2 separate regions of the Gossypium arboreum genome follow, and region 1 is linked to region 2. Evidence: chromatin contacts called from public Hi-C data. All regions are on one chromosome and are shown on one strand. Each heading gives the region's core, a stretch centred on a gene start, on an enhancer-like site or on the middle of the called end of the contact. The rest is flanking DNA. Distances are from core to core; before and after follow the strand shown. Region 1 holds the start of LOC108484558. Region 2 holds the start of LOC108485746 (secretory carrier-associated membrane protein-like).

Region 1 (4,161 bases), core at 727-3,226, 330 kb after region 2:
TTTTAGATTTTCGTAATAATAAAAAAAGAAGAAAAATAAAATTGTTTTAAAAAATTATTTTGTGAAAAATAATATAAGAGTTTTATTCAAAAGAGAATACACACAGCATGATAAAAACACATGTTAGCATGGGCACTAACACAAATTAAGCTACAATAATATATGTGTTCGGCCTATAGCCCAATTATTCAATGAGAATAAAAAGAAAGGCTATATATAAACTTTCTTAATAATTTATATTTAACCAATGTAGAATAGCTCAAACCCAATTTATTGGACCTATGCAATGTACCAGTTTCTTCCTCATCACCTTCGCTTTTCATACCCTTTACTAACACAACTCCTTTCTTTCTCAAATACATCACACAGTATTAACTCAATCATGAGAGAGCGTGCGTTTTAGAGTACAAATTTGGATGCCATTAGCTGTTTTATCATGAAGAAATAATATACAAAAGACTAGTTGGAGAAGTGGAGATATTTAACTATATATTTGGTTGAGGCTGGGGGTAGGCTAGGTGGGTGGGATGGGTCACGTGTACTTTATTTATTTATTGCCATTTCACATGTGTAAAATGTGTTGATTGAAGATTGAGAGAATATGACACTAGTTTGACACCTCCTCCTCCTCCTTACATTACGATTTTAGAAAAATAACGATAATTTCACCCTTTTTTTAATATTATGTGAGATACAAATTACAATCTTTTTCTAAATAATAAAAAACCTACAATATTTTTACAAAGGCCTCTCACTCATGGCGTACAGAGAATTAATGCGGCCAATGGCTTGGTCACTTCCCAAATGCCATTTTCCTTTTTTTTTTCTTTGGTTTTGCTGAGGTTAGCCTCTTAACTGTCAAATTTTATTTCTTTATTTTGTTACATTCGTGATTATTTTTTAATAATATTGTCTTTAAAGTTGAAATCCACCTTCTTTCAAACATTTATAATTTCTTAAATTATGCTATACTATACATGTTGGGATAACTATGAGGTTACATCCACCAATTAAAGCTTCAATTATTGCCCTTTAATTTTAATTTTACAATCATATGATAAAATTCCCAAACAATGAAAAATAAGTGTAAAAATTCTACATAATGTGAGTGTTCAAGGAAAATAATTACATGGTTTGTGGCTTTATAAATAAAGGCTATCTTTTTATGTTGAGAAGGTTGGTTTTTTCTTTTGAAGTACACAGTAGGAAAAGCCACTGATTGTTTTGTTTGGAATTGAATGAAAGACCAACTAAGCTTAAACCATTGGGCAGCAAAAATTGGATTGGGATGGATCAGTTATTGGTTCTTCACAAACCCAAGATGAATGGAGACCAAAATGGCCTCATAAGATAAGACCCAAATGGAACATTTGTCTCATTCAGCTTCTTGTCTGGTATACTTTACATCCAAACTTGTTTGTTGCAAACTATGGGCTATATATGTTTGATAGTCCATCAAATTCAGTATTTATAAAATTAAATAAATATAACTTAAATTGAAATAATGAGATTGGCTTTCCTATTGACTGTTGATACAGATGGCTAAAGAAAAGTAGATGCGGTCACTGCTCATAAGCAGCATCTCTCTTTGTTTTTTAAGTTTGTGTTTGTCATGTTACTTGGCATAAATCAACTTGTATCGCAAAATCTAAGGGTTGATTAGATGTGGCATATGCAACTTTACCAGTCCAAGATTCCATCATAGGTAGGGTCTCAAATTATTAGGCAAGGGCTAGTGTTTTTGTTCCAAATATTGAGACAATTTAACAACTTTTTCCTAATCTTACTGATTATTTCATACGTTTAAGAACAGATCATTTCCATGTAAATCCATGAAAGTTGTGGGTCAAGTGTTCGACCACAAACCATAAACCCAATCACAACCGTTCAATTAACCCTAACAGTGGTCCCACATCGACCGCCCATTCTGGTTAGATTTAGACATCACATGTACCGAGGGACTGTAAAAAGACATACCAATAATCCCCCCACCTCCTCTTCTAGACGACTAGAACATGCGCCGCTCCTTAAAAATTCCACAAATCACGAGACATATGCAGCTCAAAGGGACTTGAATGAAAAACGACGAAATATGAAGGTCATTTAGATAAATAGAAATATGTTACCTAAGAATAAAATGCACTCCATTGAGGTTACGCCTCCGTTATGGGGAGTGGAGACTTTCTTCATCGAGTCTAAAGCCGGGAAATACTTAATCTACTTACCAACAGATCATTGCTGAACTTAAAACTCAACAATGGCACTTTGTTTCTGAGTCAATCTGTAGATTCCATTTCCTCAAATGGGTTGCTGTGTAAGCACCAACACAGGTTCCCTTCGTGCGAAGGAATCACATTTGCAAGTGGGTGTTGAATCCAAAGCTCCACCACCTTCGGCTGAAGAAGAAACTGTGAAGGAAGTTTTATCTGAAACCCCAAAACCCAAAGCTCCCATCTTTACCCCACAACAAGAAGAGAGCAAGCAAACCCAGATTGAGAAACCGGTCTTTGTCAAGATCCAAGAGAAGGAAAGCCTTAATTTCAACGTCAAGACCAAACCAAAATCACCTGTCCTTGAAGAGTCAGCTTCGGAAGAGGTTTCCGAGATTTGCAGCGTGAGTTTAAGTGAAAGCCTTTCCACTGTTACTGATAGGAGAGATGAAGAAGATGAAGTGAGGCAGCTAAAGGTGTTCAGATCTTCGGCAAGACCCGGGTCAAGGAACCGTGTCGTGGGTCGGAAGCTTGATCAATCACCTAACAAAAGAAATGGGGTCGTGAACGGGGGATCATCAGTGAGGTTGGTTCAAAGTAAGGGGGGATCCCCAGTGAAACGTGGGTCAAGACCCGATCCGCCAAGGAAGGATCCGGGTGAGAGTTCAGGGAGGAGGTCAAGATCACCTGCGGTGAATAGAGCTGTAATGGGTCGGAGCTCGTCCGGAGGTAGGACCATTCATTCTCCTGGTAGGGTCCGACGTGACCCAGGAGAGCAACAACAACACGTTACTACAACTACCATGGAAGGGAAATGGCCAAGCAGCAATAATAATGGTGCTACAACGAGTGCTCCAAATGAATCACTTGAAAATCCTCTTGTCTCCCTTGAATGTTTCATCTTTCTTTAAGGATTAAAAGAAAATATTGTACCTTTAGAGTTCATATATTGTAATTTCTCTTATTGTTTTTGTTTTGTTTGTGAATACTGATTCAATGCAAATGTCAATCCGGACTGCAATGCAATGGGAGATTTTGGTTGTATTTAAGAACGTATGAAATTGAATGCCTTTAACTTGACATGTTGGTGTGGAAAAACATGTGTTTTCTGCAAAATATGATTCAATTTGGTACAAAATGATTGCTCCTTTTCCATCTTTCTTTATCCAAGAACTTGAGGCTTCTATTGGGTTTTTGGTATGGTTAAAGGAGTTCACATTGAGACAACTTTAAGAACAAAAAAGTTTTATCTTTAGAGATTAATCATATGATTGAGATGCGTAATTATGTCTTTGAAACTAGATCTTGAGCTGCCTACTACTATACCTGGAACTCCTTTTAGGATTCTCACAAAGACCAGACCATAAGGAGAATGCATGGGTTCTTCATGCAGCTAGCCCCCATATAGGTTGGTTCACGGTGGATTACTCATTAGCATCATGATTGATGGTTAATTTTTAAGTATTTATTTACGAGATTAGTGGCAATATCATATCTTTGGCTATTTTTTTTTTTTGTTGTTGCTAAAAGAATCGTTTACGGAACAAATTTTTTCAAAAGTGCTCAAACAAGAGTATATCAAATGTTGTATATCAAATTTTAAATTATGTTTTGATTGTTTTTTTTTTTTTCAAGTAATATCTAATTTATGTATTATGTATTTTATTATAAACACATCAGCATTTATTTAATTTTTTTCTACAAATAGAGCTAAAATGCGTGAAAAACTTTAATTTAAACACCTCTACAGAAGTTAGACCCTTCTTTAATCACTTTAAAAAGTTTAAGTCTTATATGAGTAACCTCTAAAAGATTAAACTCTATTTTGAACGTTTACCCATTTTTTTTCCTGAAATAATGAGAGAAAGAGCAGCATGGTTGGCACACACTCAGCTTTAAATATTCTATGATTTTAAAAGGAACACAAATGGAAAATGGAGAAATAAAGAAA
Region 2 (4,009 bases), core at 1,478-3,977:
TAATTGCAGCAGCAAAGTGTGGAATGAACTCAAGATGTTTGATGATATACCTGAATGACCCAGATGCTTAACAGTGACTCAACACAGAATAACCCAAATCCTACGAAGTAGAAGATCTGCGAATAAAAAGACAAATGTTTTAATTATAGTTATTTACCCTTTCATATCAAACAATTCAAGAGAAGAAATGATCCTTAATTTTACCCCTACTAAAGCATTGTCGCTCATAGTACGCAACGCACTCACGAATCCCCTGCACCACCCCATAACAGTACATTAAGTCATGATCAGGAGTAGGGAAAACTGGAAAATGAATTGCATCAGTTTTGGACCAAAAACTAAAAGAGATTTTACTATCAAATCCAACCAGTTATGCCAGTGTCAGACATGGATATGTGTCCAGAAACTTACGAGAAAGATAACCCATCATAAATTATAGGCGGAGCAACCGAACCATAAATGCAGAAGCCGATATGTATCTGCAACCAGACAACAAAAATTGTATAAAATTGCTAGCTGTGGGAATCTGGCAAGGGTTAACCAGATGCACAAAACAATACATTACCACATAAAACATGAAAAACCATCCGAACTTAAACGCACTGTCTTTCCTGCAACATGATTATAAAGAAAGATAATTCATTAAACAGAATGAAGAACGTTGTTAAAAAAATGAGGGAAGAACAGGGTTTTAATTAGTACCTGCAAGCTCGATAAAGTGGACGATACCATAGTAAATAAGCTCCTGGTACGCCTATAATGAAATAGATGACAGCCAGGAACCATATCCTTACCCCTAAATGTAATAGTTTTTAAGATTCAACCATCAGAATCTAAAGATTGTAATGAAAAAGAAAGAAAACCCAGGAGTAGCAACGGGATTTCTAATCCAACCTGACCCTTTGATGCTTGCTGTGGAAACAGCTATGATATTCCAGAAAAGGCATAGGATCAACCCTGCATGAAATGAACATTCATCATTCTATCTTGTTTGTAATAATAAAATCTTAGCTATGCATTTTGACAAGCAGCTTGCTTACATACCTATGAAGGTGGCGAAAGCTACATATAGCATTCGATGTAGATAATTAGGTATGTCATTTGCAATGTCATGGTGGATGATTGGGAAAAACGGTGGCCAATTTTTCACATCCAGAAACACCCCAGCTACAACCAAAACAAAATCAACCTTGTGACGGTCAATCATTATTTTATATATGTATTTTTAAAACCAAGAAGCTGCATTGCAAATTTAAGAATAAAAACATCAAACCTGCTAAAATGAACTTGAAGAAGCTTAAATACCCAGAAGAGAGAGATTAAATTTGCAAAAAAATTTAGTGGCAAATATTACCTCGTGCTAGAGCTTCTTCTTTCCTTTTAACTTCCTGATGAATGCATGTCCGCGAAAGATGGTAATGAGTAAGAATTACGAACAAGGGCAATTCAATGATTCATCTACTGCTAAAGGCCATTGCGTAAGATATATACATACATACATGAATATGGTGACTATGAATAGTATACGCTTTGACTTTTCATTATATAATTAATAAACAGTGTTGTTGATGGGATTTTGAACGTTCGGAGAGACTTTGTGAAATATTGTCCACCAGGGTGACGGCTAACAGATCTCTTCCACAAGTTCGAGCCGGAATGTCTATGTTTGATTTTATACTTAAGTTTTATCTCTCGAATTTGTTTCAAAATGACTCTGCTGGAGCCTGGAGTTCAAGGAATAGTGAGTTTAGAGGGGTGAGTGAAGGAGAACTCAACATTTGCTCTTGATGGGATTTGAACTCTTACTTTCACCTAACAACTACAAGACTAAGGAGGATGCTATTTGTGGGTAAGATTGACATCTCACACTGAGTGTACGGTGGAATCCATGGGAAGTTAAAATTCTGATTTGATAGTAGTATAGGATTCAATTCTTACTTTTTCATTTTAACGCATTAACATGATTTGGACTAATCTCTCTTACTAACAAGTAATAACAGTAAGGAAAAAAAGTCAATTTAAAGCAAAATTATGAAGTGATAGTACAAGGAATAAAAACATAATTTGGCCAAGTTTTTAACATGTTTGTAAAGATGTATTACCTCTTCCCTCCTTCTAAGTTCAGCTTCCTTGGCCTGGAGTTCTCTCTCTTTCTGCTTCAAATTCTACATTTCAAGCATCATAATACATATAGTCAGAAAAAAGCTGATGTGATGAGTTGGACAACATCCAGAAAAGTGGGTTTGAAATTACCGTGGGATTATCAAGATTGATCTCAATGACTGGATTGCGATCATAATTGTAGCTGACAGGTTCAGGAGGAAGAGCTGGAAGCCTTGAGTGCGAATATTGTGAAGGGTTCTGCATGTTTACCAATTATCCAAACTCATAAACTACGTACAGATTCTATATATATGTGTATAGGATAAATTATAAATATAGAGTGGATGGAGAGATATGAAACTCACGGAAAAAGGATTAACTTGATCTTCTTCTTCGTCAAAAGGGTTCCTATCGCGGTAACCAGCCATGGTTCCTTTTCTTGTTCTTGGGATGTGAAGACGACATTTTGTTTACCGAGGGAGAAGTGGTGTTATATAGAGAGAGAAAGAATTTACAAAGTTTGTCTTTGTTGGGATGTACCATTGCGTTGAAGCCAAGGCGAAAAGGAATTTGAGAGACGAGAAGAGAAGGACGGCAACATGGTATATATAAACTACTCTTGTCTTAACTTTCGGATTCATCGAAGAAACTCAGTGTTTTATAGCTTGTTCAGTGTTTCTATTGGAGAGTGACCTGGTAAACAACAACATCTAAGCACGTTATTTCATAGGAAGATAAATGCTTTATCTTCTTTCATCTAAATAAACAGTACGCCTCTACACACAAAATTCGAATCCTAAATAACCAAATTAAGTTAGGATTATCTTTAAACTAAAAACGCCATCAACATTGTTTTGGTCTCTTGGTGTTTTTTTATTGTGCTTTGTGGTATCGATTTGTTTCAGTATACTATTTTAAATTGATCTATATTCTTTAAAAAATTTTAATGTATAAATATATTTATAAATATCAAATTAATAATAGTAAATCAATCTCAAAGATAAAATATTTATCAATTATTTAAATTACTCATTTATAAACTCGACAAATAAAAATCTATCATTCAAATAAATCTAAAATTAATAATAAAATCCATAAAAATCTAAGGATTTAGCTTTTTTTTTGCTGGATTTTTTCTTTGATAATCTTTATTATATTTAAGTTTTATTAGATTTTAAATGTGAATATATATATATATATATATTTTATATTTTAAGAAGGAAGGAAGGCTTGGAAGGTTCTTCACAGTTCTTATTTTCCTATTGGAAATCCCGTTTGAGGATATCCGCCCAAGTCCATTAACAAATCAGCCCAAATTTGGGACATTTGGAGGAGACCACCTGTCTCAGCTAAAGCTTTTTTATCTTCTTCTCTTTCACGACAAAACCGTTTCCCTTAAGAAATATTGCCTCCATTTCAACGCCGTCACCGCTGTCGGAGTCTCGATCGGTTACCGTCGATTCGCTATCCTTAACTGCCCGACGTCTGCGGAACCGCAACAGGACCTCCTGAACGTGAGGGAGACTACCGCTGTCCAATAAAGATGAGTTTTTTTCTCTGCCTTTTTTCGATTTAACTAAACGGGTTGTGGATGGTGAAGTTGAAGTGGCCGAATGGTTGTTGGAGGCTTGTGGGAGAGGGTTTAAGTTTGGTTTAGGGGTTAGTTGAGAGTTGATAGTGGTGAAGATAGTGATGGAGGTGGGAGCCTTGGTTGTTTGGGGATGAAGTTGGGTTAGTGAGGTGCTAAGGGCGGTTTGGTGGGTTAAGGGTGTAGTCGGATGGTTTTGAATCTTGAGGGAAGCTGAAAAAGAATGTTTTTCTTGCTCTGAATTCATAAAAATGCAGCTAACCTCTTTTTGCTTGATTTTTGGATGCTGCTATAGGAGCTAGGAGAGAAGGAGCATGA

The links. A called contact is a pair of places that touch in the nucleus more often than the background predicts.
Region 1: a contact with region 2 is called in a Hi-C map of leaf, with 3 times the contacts expected there. The contact joins the promoter of LOC108484558 here to the promoter of LOC108485746 in region 2. A contact is called at or near these places in 2 of 5 Hi-C or Micro-C datasets (both in leaf).

The regions. Positions count from the first base shown.
Region 1 is chr6:42,723,347-42,727,507 of ASM2569848v2, forward strand. LOC108484558 reads left to right here and starts at 1,977. Exons shown (of 1, transcript XM_017788378.2): 1 at 1,977-3,308. The coding sequence starts at 2,303. The coding sequence ends at 3,121.
Region 2 is chr6:42,391,474-42,395,482 of ASM2569848v2, forward strand. It overlaps LOC108485746 (secretory carrier-associated membrane protein-like), which reads right to left and starts at 2,728. Exons shown (of 12, transcript XM_017789590.2): 1 at 2,469-2,728; 2 at 2,254-2,361; 3 at 2,103-2,165; 4 at 1,355-1,388; 5 at 1,045-1,167; 6 at 895-957; 7 at 703-796; 8 at 566-611; 9 at 412-479; 10 at 205-253; 11 at 51-116. The coding sequence starts at 2,531.